Regions from separate parts of the Mus musculus genome. Here region 2 is linked to region 1. Evidence: chromatin contacts called from public HiChIP or PLAC-seq data. All regions are on one chromosome and are shown on one strand. The core of a region is the stretch at or near the end of the contact, and the rest is flanking DNA. Distances in the headings are between cores, read along the strand shown.

What was found. HiChIP or PLAC-seq counts read pairs in DNA pulled down with a chosen protein or histone mark.
Region 2: a contact with region 1 is called in an H3K27ac HiChIP or PLAC-seq map of embryonic stem cells, with 6 read pairs. The contact joins two enhancer-like sites. A contact is called at or near these places in 7 of 39 promoter capture datasets (the C10 cell line, the HPC-7 cell line, cranial neural crest and 4 more), 4 of 115 datasets of contacts at active chromatin or transcription factors (embryonic stem cells, pancreatic cancer cells and stem cell-derived neural progenitor cells) and 3 of 9 other capture datasets (adipose tissue, liver and pancreatic islet).

What each region holds. Positions count from the first base shown.
Region 1 is chr5:63,930,538-63,935,837 of GRCm38.p6, forward strand. The region is part of intron 3 of Rell1 (RELT-like 1); the gene reads right to left. Among named protein-coding and RNA genes, the nearest start is that of Rell1, 36 kb to the right of the region's middle. Within about 2 kb of position 2,429, at least 51 of the 459 cell types and tissues checked have an H3K27ac peak or open chromatin away from gene starts, as enhancers often do. A contact at or near this core is called in embryonic stem cells, where this site is marked.
Region 2 is chr5:64,114,062-64,119,497 of GRCm38.p6, forward strand. Pgm2 (phosphoglucomutase 2) reads left to right here. Exons shown (of 14, transcript NM_025700.3): 13 at 2,239-2,372. Among named protein-coding and RNA genes, the nearest start is that of Pgm2, 24 kb to the left of the region's middle. Within about 2 kb of position 3,325, at least 5 of the 459 cell types and tissues checked have an H3K27ac peak or open chromatin away from gene starts, as enhancers often do. A contact at or near this core is called in embryonic stem cells, where this site is marked.

The DNA of each region.
Region 1 (5,300 bases), core at 1,179-3,678:
GAGAAAGAAAAAGAACTAAGTGAGCAATCAGAGCCATGTTAGAAAAGCTGTCCGTGAGACACCGCGCTCCTCCTCAGTCCCCAGAGGCCCAGATGAGGAAGGTCGGAGAAGGTTTACTTCCCAGGTGGCCAATGCTGTTACTCTGATCTAGGACTGCAGAAGCCCCTAAGTTGGGACAAACACTCCAAATTTATCTGACATAGGCGGGCTTAACTTAGAATTACAGTGTTCATGTTTTAAAACCTTGTGGATGTGAGCTGTCAACACACAGAACCCAAGCTTCTTAGGCTTGACCCACACCCACACCCACACCCACACCCACACCCACACCCACACCCTACGTCCTGACTTCTCAGAGTAGCCAGTCAAAGGCTGCAGTGAAAGTCAAGTTTCTTTTGGCTATTTAATTGTCAAGGCCAAATGCTATTACCAACTCCTAACCTTTTCCATTCATTTTTAAAGCACCGTTCCCATCCCATGACTAACCACAATAAATTCTCCAGAGAAGAAAGAATAAAAGGATTACTGATTTACCACGTGAGCCAATGATAGGTAGCTTGTAGCAGTTTACATCACATGACATCCCCTGAGAAGGACATTTAACTCAGAGTTCTAACTCTGCTGCTGGGAGAGTTGAGAGGCAAGGGCCCACGTGCTGTGTGCTTCACAGCCTGACTTCCTTTTTGCCTCTCCCACTTTTTCCCCTACCCATCCTCCCATGAAAATACAATACCAAAGACTTAGATCCACTTATGGCCTATGGCCTATCTGTTGCCTTACATATAAAAGAGAGTGAGTTTGTTGTCATTTTGATTTGTCTTATTTTGTTTTGGGCTCCCCCATGATCTCCAGTCTCCGCTACCTTGGGGATCACAGCACCACAATGCAGCTTTTAGGAATCCAAGGGGGTGGGGGCAGTATTTCTAAGAAATATTTACACATGTCATCGCTTTCCTTAAAAAACTACCTTTTTTTTTTTTTTTGCCCTTCACAATGGTGAGGGTGTCCAAATGAACTGCCAAACATGAGTTTTTATTATAAAACCAAATGTTTTTGTTATTTAAGGGGAAAAAAAAAAAAAGCCCTGAATTAGATCTATAATATCCCCCCCATACAACAAAAAATGACACATTGACTCTGACACACTTCATAATCTTGTGATACATGTCACTTTCATGTTTGACTGATATTGGGGATTCAGGAAAAGAATTTTCTTTCAGATAATAGGTTGGTATGTTGCTTTGATTTCCATGTGCTTTGGTGCCCCAAAGATTCCTGTGTTAAAACCCCCATTACCACTTCTGTCCGTGCTGTCATCGCTATGCTTGGCTTGGCACCCTTTTGATGCCACTCTCCCTCAAGTCTGGTACTGGATGGCAGCAAACTGGCCTCATGGGAGGAGGAGCTATGAGAAATGGTCCAACCTTCTGAATCCAGGGAAGGTGATGAGGTTACTGGAACACGGCCTCAGAAGTCAGACAGCTCTTGGGATACTCTCTCTCAGCCTTCATTCCCAGGAAAGGGTTGGTATAAAAGTGAGAGGACTGGGGCTATAGCTCAGCAGCAGAGCGTACGCAGGAGTCCCTGCATTTGAGTCTTAGCCTCCACAAGGAGAGAGCCACTCTCTCTGGCTTCCTGGTCACCATGTGTTCTTTGCCTTTCCCCCATGCTCCCGACATGTTGTTATCCACTAAGATGTGACCCAACCAGGTGGACCCTCACTCCAGAGTCCAAATCAATGAGGCTACCTGATCTTGGACCTCCATCCTCCAAACTGTGAGCTACAGCAAACTACTCTGCTTTTAAAAAGCACTAGCTCTGTATATTCCATTATGAATTAACAGAAGATGAACTAATAAAGAAGTATAGTCTCACATGCGATTTCTGTAAAATACACAGGAAATGGCCAGTGTGTACGTCCCCATAGTTTACCAAATGTGACCAGAGAGGAAACAACAACAAAGGGAATGAGGTCATGCTGGCTGTAACAGACTTTTATAGTGATAAGCATTCAAAAGAAAACTGTATAAACTTACCTGAGAAAACAATTCCCTATATATTATGACGAGTGCCCGTTAAGTAAAATGAGAAATTATTTACTATCCTTGATGCTCTCCAAACTCCTACACAATGCTAGGAAACCCCCACTGACCACACAAACACTCCTCAGTTTGGCTCTGTAGAGAAAGGTAAACTCGGGATAGCACTGGGGTAGTTCCAGGTCTCCGGATTAAGAAGAAAAGTGTGTGGGTGTGTAAAAGAGCTCTGAAAAACCCGAAGAATTTCCCTAGTGAAACTTCCGGAGTCAGATAGGAGTGTCTTTTGTCATTCATAATGAGCCACTTGGTAAAACTCAGTCTAGGATAACAAGGTGAGTCAGGGCGGAGCCAGTAATCAGAAAGGCCCGCCCAGTGTGATTAGAGGATAACAACTCTGGCACTAACCCAATGCCTGGCTCCCCGCCTCTAGGTGTTCCCCTTTAACAAAGCACTGAATGTAATAGCATATCCCGGCCTTCTGGGAGCCATTCTAGCAAACCCGAGGAAGGGACTGGGGGATTCTCAGATTCTCAGTGTGCACGTTAGAGGAACAGAGGGGCCAGGCAAAGCCGGCCAGCCTTGTGAAGCTGAGCCCTTTGCCTGCGGTAGACCACACTAACTCCCTGGCAGAGTCAGAAGTGAATTAGACACGCATGGAGCTGGCGTCAGACGTGAAGAACTGCTTGGGTTGGAAATCTGCACACATCCTATATTGGAAGCACAGCACGGGCTAGAGAGATGGCTCAGTGGTTAGAGCGCATGCTGCTCTTGCAGAGAGGTCCTCTGATTCCCAGCCCCCACGGGAATACATCTTTCAGAAATACTCAGTGAGACAGCACACCGCCACAAAACGTGCCTGCCCAGCAGATCAGCTACTGTCTCCAAACCCCAAAGGACAGCGACCTAAGCTAAAATTGATTTAGAAAAGGAAAGGCACATACTTCAACCCAAAGCAAGAACGTCACCTTGGGAAGCCAGCTTGTCATTCTAAGTGTGTACCACTGTCCTGTCCTTCAGTCTGATTCTGTTGTCCCCCTTCTGGCTTAAATCTATATTAAAATTCTAATAAACCTCAATGTTCACTTCATTAAAAAAAATCATGACTACATCTGACAAATTAAATTACCCATCTGGCAAGTTAAAAACACAATGCAGGAGACTGCTTGTATGTCAATAACACAAATGATTAAAACTAAATGTTGTGGGTTAACAGAGAGCCTAGGAAGATGTTAATAGAGAGCGTGTGCTTCATCTTATTCCTTTTTAATTCCTTTTAAAAAGTTCAGAGTGCAGTTATAATTTGTAAATATAGAGTGCCAGTTTGGGAAAATAACAGTGAAGTCTAAATTGAAATCAAGTTTGAGGTTGCGCGAACTATGGAATACAAGGTGGGGTAACGAGGTGCTTGTTGCATACAGTGGCGAATTTTAGCCTCAGAGTCAACCTGAAAACACTCTAGGTTGTAACTAGTGTGCTGGGATTCAGTACTGCCAATCCCATGCCCTGATGGGAAATCTCTGAAAAACAGGCCCACGCCCAAGTGTTCTTGTCTTTTTGTTCTTATCTAAAAACCATTCTACTAAGTTTATTTATTCATTCATTTTTTTTTTGCAAACTATCAAAACTGAAAGAGAGAAATATCATTGCAAAGCTGAAAGCAGGACAATGTTTAGAACTAGACAGAAGGCTTGAAGCGCGTGGACCTAAAGCCCTTGGCGTCTCCCTTCCTTCACTTCCAAGCTGAGTAGAACACCAGTTTCTCATAAAGCTGGTTCTAAGGACACAAAGCACAGCTGGGAAACAGGTGCAGCTCTCAGTCTGGGGCCAGGTGGATGCTCTCGCTGAGCGGTGTGGGGACCAAGGTCCCAGAGAGAGGCTGGTGATGGGACGGTGGCATCTGCCAACAGAAGTGGACACTGTAGCACTTCAGCAGATGGGGTAAGGAGTACCACAGACCTGATAAAGCACGAAGAACCAAGTTTCTGTTCTGGTTTGGGTGTGTCCTAAAATTCACTCACGTGTCAGAAACATTACTCCCCAAAGTCATTCTGTTGGCATTTGGAGTCGCCTTGGGGTGACTGGGTCACTGGCCTGCTCATGGATTCTTAGATTCGTGGATTACTGAGAGAGTGGTTTTTTTCATAAAAGCAGATTCTTTCTGACATGACTGCTCTGTCTCGTCACGTTTCCAGCTCAGAACGTAGCAGTGAAGGCCCTCTCCAGGTGCCAAGCAGATGCTGGCCCCACACGTCGACTTGTCAGCCTCTAGAACCATGAGCTAAATAAACTTCTGTTCTTTATAGCTCGTCAAGCTTGGGGTACTCAGTTATAGCAACAGAAAACATCATCCTATTAAGACAACCCTCAGCCTCCAGAACAAAGACCCTAATTCATTTAGTAACAATTGGATCCTTCTCTTAAAAAGTTGCCTTAAAATACATTTCATAGGCTGAGCATAGTGGCGCATGCCTATAATCCCAACATTTAGGAGATAAGGGGAGGTGGACCAGAGGTTCAGGACCATCCTTGGCTATATACCGAGTTCAAAGCCAGGCTGGACCACATGAGACCCTATCTCAAAAAAGAAACTATATATAAAAAAAAAAAAGATACTTAAGCCCTAATGCTTAAGCTCTATCCACATTTAATACTGGATAGCCTAGAAGATACAAACATAGAGGCAGAAAGCAAAGCACCTTTGCAGGTGGTTTGGGGAGGAAGGAACAGGGAGAGAAGCAGCTATCTTTCAGAGTGGGGTGCCGAGGAAGTTCTGGAATACGCTGACACTGGTGTAGCTCTTAGAAAGGACACGGATGCTACCCAACTCCCCCCTTCCAAATGGCCAAGCGGTTAAACTGGCAAAAGTAAGTGTGTGTGTGTGTGTGTGTGTGATGCGTGAGAGAATATTCATATGCGTGCACACAGAGGGCAGAGGTCCATGTGGGCATCTTCCTCAATCACTCTCCTCCTATTTGGAGACAGGCTCTCTCACTGAACCTGCAGTTCACCCATTGGCTGGTGTTACAGGCACGTGGGCCCTGGCCGTCACTCCCCAGTTCTTACCAGGATGCCTCAATTTCTTCCCAGTTCAAACTCATGTCCTTAAATGTGAAACACAAGAACCAGCTAAGATGTGAGTCCTTATGACTCCCAGCACATCGCTTGTGCTACCCTACACAGTTGTGTAATGTAACTCTCACTCCATAGGAGGAAGCTGAGGCTTTATAAAGTCACGTGATACACAGCCTAGAAGCTATCGAC
Region 2 (5,436 bases), core at 2,075-4,574, 180 kb after region 1:
CAACAAAATACCAAAGAGAAGCAGTTTAAAAGAGAAAAGGTTTATTGCTTCATTGGTTCAGTTGGTGGTCATGTGACTCTGTTGCTCTTAGGCCCGTGGCACTGTAGAAGTCTGACAAAGATGGGCATGGTAGAAAGAAGCCATTCACTCTGCTCACTTTACAGACAAGAAGCAGAAAGAATACAGCGAGGCCAAGTTCTATATATATACCTCAAAGACAGGTTCCCAGAGACCCACTTCCTCCAATAGCCCACACCTTCCACAGTTCTACACCTCAGGACTCTACTAAGTAAAGAATGCATTATCAATGCATTAAGCCATTGATTAGGTCAGAGTCCACATGGCCTGGGTTTATCAGGAAATGCCCTTGGAGACAAGCCCGGAGTGTGCTGTGTCGCTCTTCCAGTAGGCACGTGTTAGCCTAATCCACTCATCATGCTGGGCCTCTGCTCTGGGTTTCCTTTAGGTCTCAGTTTTCTTGGTGAGATGTCAAGAAAGGGAGATTGTTGACTGTTTTCTCGAAGAGTCCTTAGGTAGACGCTTGCTCTCCGGGGCTGGTGGCCTTTCTTCTTAATTTCTATCTTCTTTTCCTATTCTTCCTCTTTTGAGGAGTTTTTCTAATTTTAACTTTTGGTGTTCCTGTTGACTGTTAATTTCAATTCTTATTCCCAATTTTTCTTTTCAGAATGGCATCCTATTGATGGTTCCCCCCCCCCCTCCCCGTGTGTGTGTGTGTGTGTATACTGTACTTTTTTAAATATTTTTTTTGAACTAAAAATATTTTTTTATCCATGTAGCCTTTATTTCCCCTGAGTTCTGTTTTTGTTGTTGAGGAGTTTTTTTTTTCTACTTGTTTTGGCTTTGTTATTTACCCGCTGTCTTTCTCTAGGGTCCCCCAGTATTCTGTGTGTGTATATGACAAATGACCTAGTTCACTCCAGGGATCTTGAGTAGCAAGCCAACAACAATTCCTTGGTTTTGGACCTTAGGCTGGTCCATCTGCTTTCCTAAGGAATATAAAGTGGCCTATCGAAGCCCTAGAGGCGTGGCTAGGGGGCGTAGGTAGGGGCGTGGTTAGAGGCAGGTGGTCTGGGAGGTCAAGTATATCCACCATAGCATACCCTCCATGATGACTGGCGATCCTAGTTTCTGAGCTGTTCTCATTCAAGATCTAGGGAATGTAAGCACCCCTGGCAGGCAGAGAAAGGCTGCCTTCTCTGGAACATCTGGTAGCTTCTTTACAACCTTGTCACTGTTTCACCCCTGCCTCACACTGAGCCTTAGCATACCTAATGCTTCTAGTTCTTGAGGCCAGATGGGCGTCTGCAGAGTACAGTGGCTCGGTTTCTTGTTTCTGACCCTCCCAGACATACTGGGAACCCACAATCAGGTCTACTTTCTGGCTTTCATGATCTGGTAACCTCTCCATCAAGTGCTGTGGCCTCTCTCCCTCTTTGCCCTTGTGTTTATACCAGGGAAAGCATGTTTACAGTAACGTTAGTGACATCCTGAAATTAGCAACTTTAAATATATGCCTTAGTTAGGGTTTCCATTGCTGTGAAGAGATACCGTGACCGAGGCAACTTTTATAAAGGACAATATTTAGCTGGAGCTGGCTTACAGCTTCTGAGGTTCAGTCCATTATCATCAAGGCAGGAAAAATGGCAGCATCCAGGCAGACATGAAGCTGGAGGAGCCAAAAGTTCTACATCGTGTTCCGAAGGCAGATAGGGGAAGACTATCCTCAGGCAGCTTGGAGGAGGGTTTCAAAGCCCACCCTACACTGACACACTTTCTCCAACAAGGTCACACTTCCTAATAGTGCCACTCCCTGGGCCAAGCGTATTCAAACCACCACAATATTGAAATTTTGTACCAGGAAAAAAAAAATCTCCTTAGGAACTGTTTTTTTGGCCAAAGTTTGCATTTACAACACTGAGGAATGATCTAATTTTTTGTAGTACATTATTGTCTCAGTTTCTTATGAAATACCATATTTTAATTTGAACAAAACTTTGATAACTTTAATAGATATGTAGAAGTAGAAAGCTACACTGTGAAGTTACTTAATGTTCACAAATTACTGGGATTGAGTCTTCTCATTTTCCCAGGGATGTTCTTCTGTGGCCCATATCCTCGTCTGGTTATTCGTTTTCTTGCTTATGTGGGACAGTAATTCACTAGGTCAGAAAGGGTTGTTGCTGTTTAAATGTGTGACCTGTACAAATTAATCCCTAGGTTCTTCCTACCAGTAAGAGCAGCCAAATGATCACCTTCACCTTTGCTAATGGAGGTGTGGCCACCATGCGGACCAGTGGGACTGAGCCCAAAATCAAGTACTACGCAGAGTTGTGTGCTCCCCCTGGCAACAGGTATGACATCGCTGCTATGACTCTCATCCCTGAGACTTCCTGGTTCTGTTCAAGTGTTAAGTGAAAATTCCCAATTGTAGCCTAGTTAGAAACTGTGGTGATATCATGGGGACACCAACCTATTAACATGCAATGACAATAAAAACCACAGCTTAAGGTAAGATTACTATTAATAGACTTCATATTGTACATTTCATTTATTAATAGAGTTATCTAACCTGTGAATCAGAATCAATAGCCTTTCAAGTCTAAGTGGTACTATCTAAGAAGTATTTTTGTTAGAAAAGATGTCTTTCCCAACTTTTTACTTTTAAAAACTTTCAGACATAGAAATGCTAAAATGATAATTCACTGAGCCCTCAAGGTCCTTACCCAGGCCACAAGATGGTAAATACAAGACAGATAATGTCTTGGTGTTCGCAGGTCCTATAGGGCTGTTGTAGCTACTCCTGTTGAAGTGTAGAAACAGGATGTGGTGGCATAGGCCTCTTTAATCAAGGCCGAAAGAAAGAAAGAAAAAATAAATGTAGAAACAACCATATATGTATCAATGAATGAACATAGCCTGTGCCCCAGTTAAACTTGATTCACAAAACCAGACCATGAAACAGTGCAGACCCCAACATAGCCTCTACCTTTGCTGGTATCTTACAGTATGTCTCTCGTTGATTTTTTTTTTCTTTTCTTTTTCCTTTTTCCTTTTTTCTTTTTTTCTCAAGACAAGATTTCTCTGTGTAACAGAGCCCTGGCTATCCTGGATCCACTCTATAGACCAGGCTAGCCTTAAACTCACAAGAGATCCACCTGCCTCTGCCTCCTGAGTGCAGTTAAACTGAATTTAAACTGAAAGTTAAATTCTTCAGGAAACATTCTCTTTTGAATGTTATCTACCCAGGCCACCAAGGATAATTGCCTTCATTTAAAGTAAACTGCTTTCACTGAAATGCCCAAATTAGCATTTGAATAACTATTTGTGAGCTTAGCCTGGTCAACATGAATTCAGATTTGTCCCAGGTCCTCAAAGCAGCTTTTCTCCCCCTTTCCTGAATCAGAATTGCATTGAGAACTCAGCAGCTTCTGGTATTATTTATTTTACAAAGATTTTTGGCCTGATTAGAGAGAGACACGCTGCCTGATTGTGAAAGACTTCAATATCCATGCCTATAACATGACCCACTGAATTTAAACTGAAGAGATAAGGATTGATTCCTAACCAGGGGTTTGCATAGCCATACAGTGTGTCCTTGTCTTAAAAATATCACTCAGCAATATCACACTTTAGATTTCAAGATAAGTCATTTAGGATTAGGGAAGGGACTTAGGAAATTAGTCTGAACAGGTGAGAGGGTGCGCCAGAGAACCTGACAGCCTCTGGAACAGGCAGAAGCACAGAGGGGCTGAGGCAGCACCCTGTGTGGGCCGGGGACAGCCGGCCACCTTCCGGACCGGAGGACAGGTGCCCGCCCGGCTGGGGAGGCGGCCTAAGCCACAGCAGCAGCGGTCGCCATCTTGGTCCGGGACCCGCCGAACTTAGGAAATTAGTCTGAACAGGTGAGAGGGTGCGCCAGAGAACCTGACAGCTTCTGGAACAGGCGGAAGCACAGAGGCGCTGAGGCAGCACCCTGCGTGGGCCGGGGACAGCCGGCCACCTTCCGGACCAGAGGACAGGTGCCCACCCGGCTGGGGAGGCGGCCTAAGCCACAGCAGCAGCGGTCGCCATCTTGGTCCGGGACCCGCCGAACTTAGGAAATTAGTCTGAACAGGTGAGAGGGTGCGCCAGAGAACCTGACAGCTTCTGGAACAGGCAGAAGCACAGAGGCGCTGAGGCAGCACCCTGTGTGGGCCGGGGACAGCCGGCCACCTTCCGGACCAGAGGACAGGTGCCCGCCCGGCTGGGGAGGCAACCTAAGCCACAGCAGCAGCGGTCGCCATCTTGGTCCCGGGACTCCAAGGAACTTAGGAATTTAGTCTGCTTAGGTGAGAGTCTGTACCACCTGGGAACTGCCAAAGCAACACAGTGTCTGAGAAAGGTCCTGTTTTGGGCCTTCTTCTTCGGCCAGGAGGAGGTCCAAATACAAGATATCTGTGCACCTTCCCTGTAAGAGAGCTTGCCAGCAGAGAGTGCTCTGAGCACTGAAACTCAGAGGAGAGAATCTGTCTCCCAGGTCTGCTGATAGACGGTAACAGAATCACCAGAAGAACAATCTCTAAACAGAGTCAACTATAACTACTAACTCCAGAGATTACCAGATGGCGAAAGGTAAACGGAGGAATCTTACTAACAGGAACCAAGACCACTCACCATCACCAGAACCCAGCACACCCACTTCGCCCAGTCCAGGGAACCCCAACACACCTGAGAACCTAGACCTAGATTTAAAAGCATATCTCATGATGATGGTAGAGGACATCAAGAAGGACTTTAATAAATCACTTAAAGAAATACAGGAGAACACTGCTAAAGAGTTACAAGTCCTTAAAGAAAAACAGGAAAACACAATCAAACAGGTAGAAGTCCTTACAGAAAAAGAGGAAAAAACATACAAACAGGTGATGGAAATGAACAAAACCATACTAGACCTAAAAAGGGAAGTAGACACAATAAAGAAAACTCAAAGCGAGGCAACACTAGAGATAGAAACCCTAGGAAAGAAATCTGGAACCATAGATTTGAGCATCAGCAACAGAATACAAGAGATGGAAGAGAGAATCTCAGGTGCAGAAGATTCCATAGAGAACATCGGCACAACAATCAAAGAAAATGGAAAATGCAAAAAGATCCTAACTCAAAATATCCAGGAAATCCAGGACACAATAAGAAGACCAAACGTACGGATAATAGGAGTGGATGAGAATGAAGATTTTCAACTCAAAGGTCCAGCAAACATCTTCAACAAAATTATTGAAGAAAACTTCCCAAATCTAAAGAATGAGATGCATATGAACATACAAGAAGCCTACAGAACTCCAAATAGACTGGACCAGAAAAGAAATTCCTCCCGACACATAATAATCAGAACATCAAATGCACTAAATAAAGATAGAATACTAAAAGCAGTAAGGG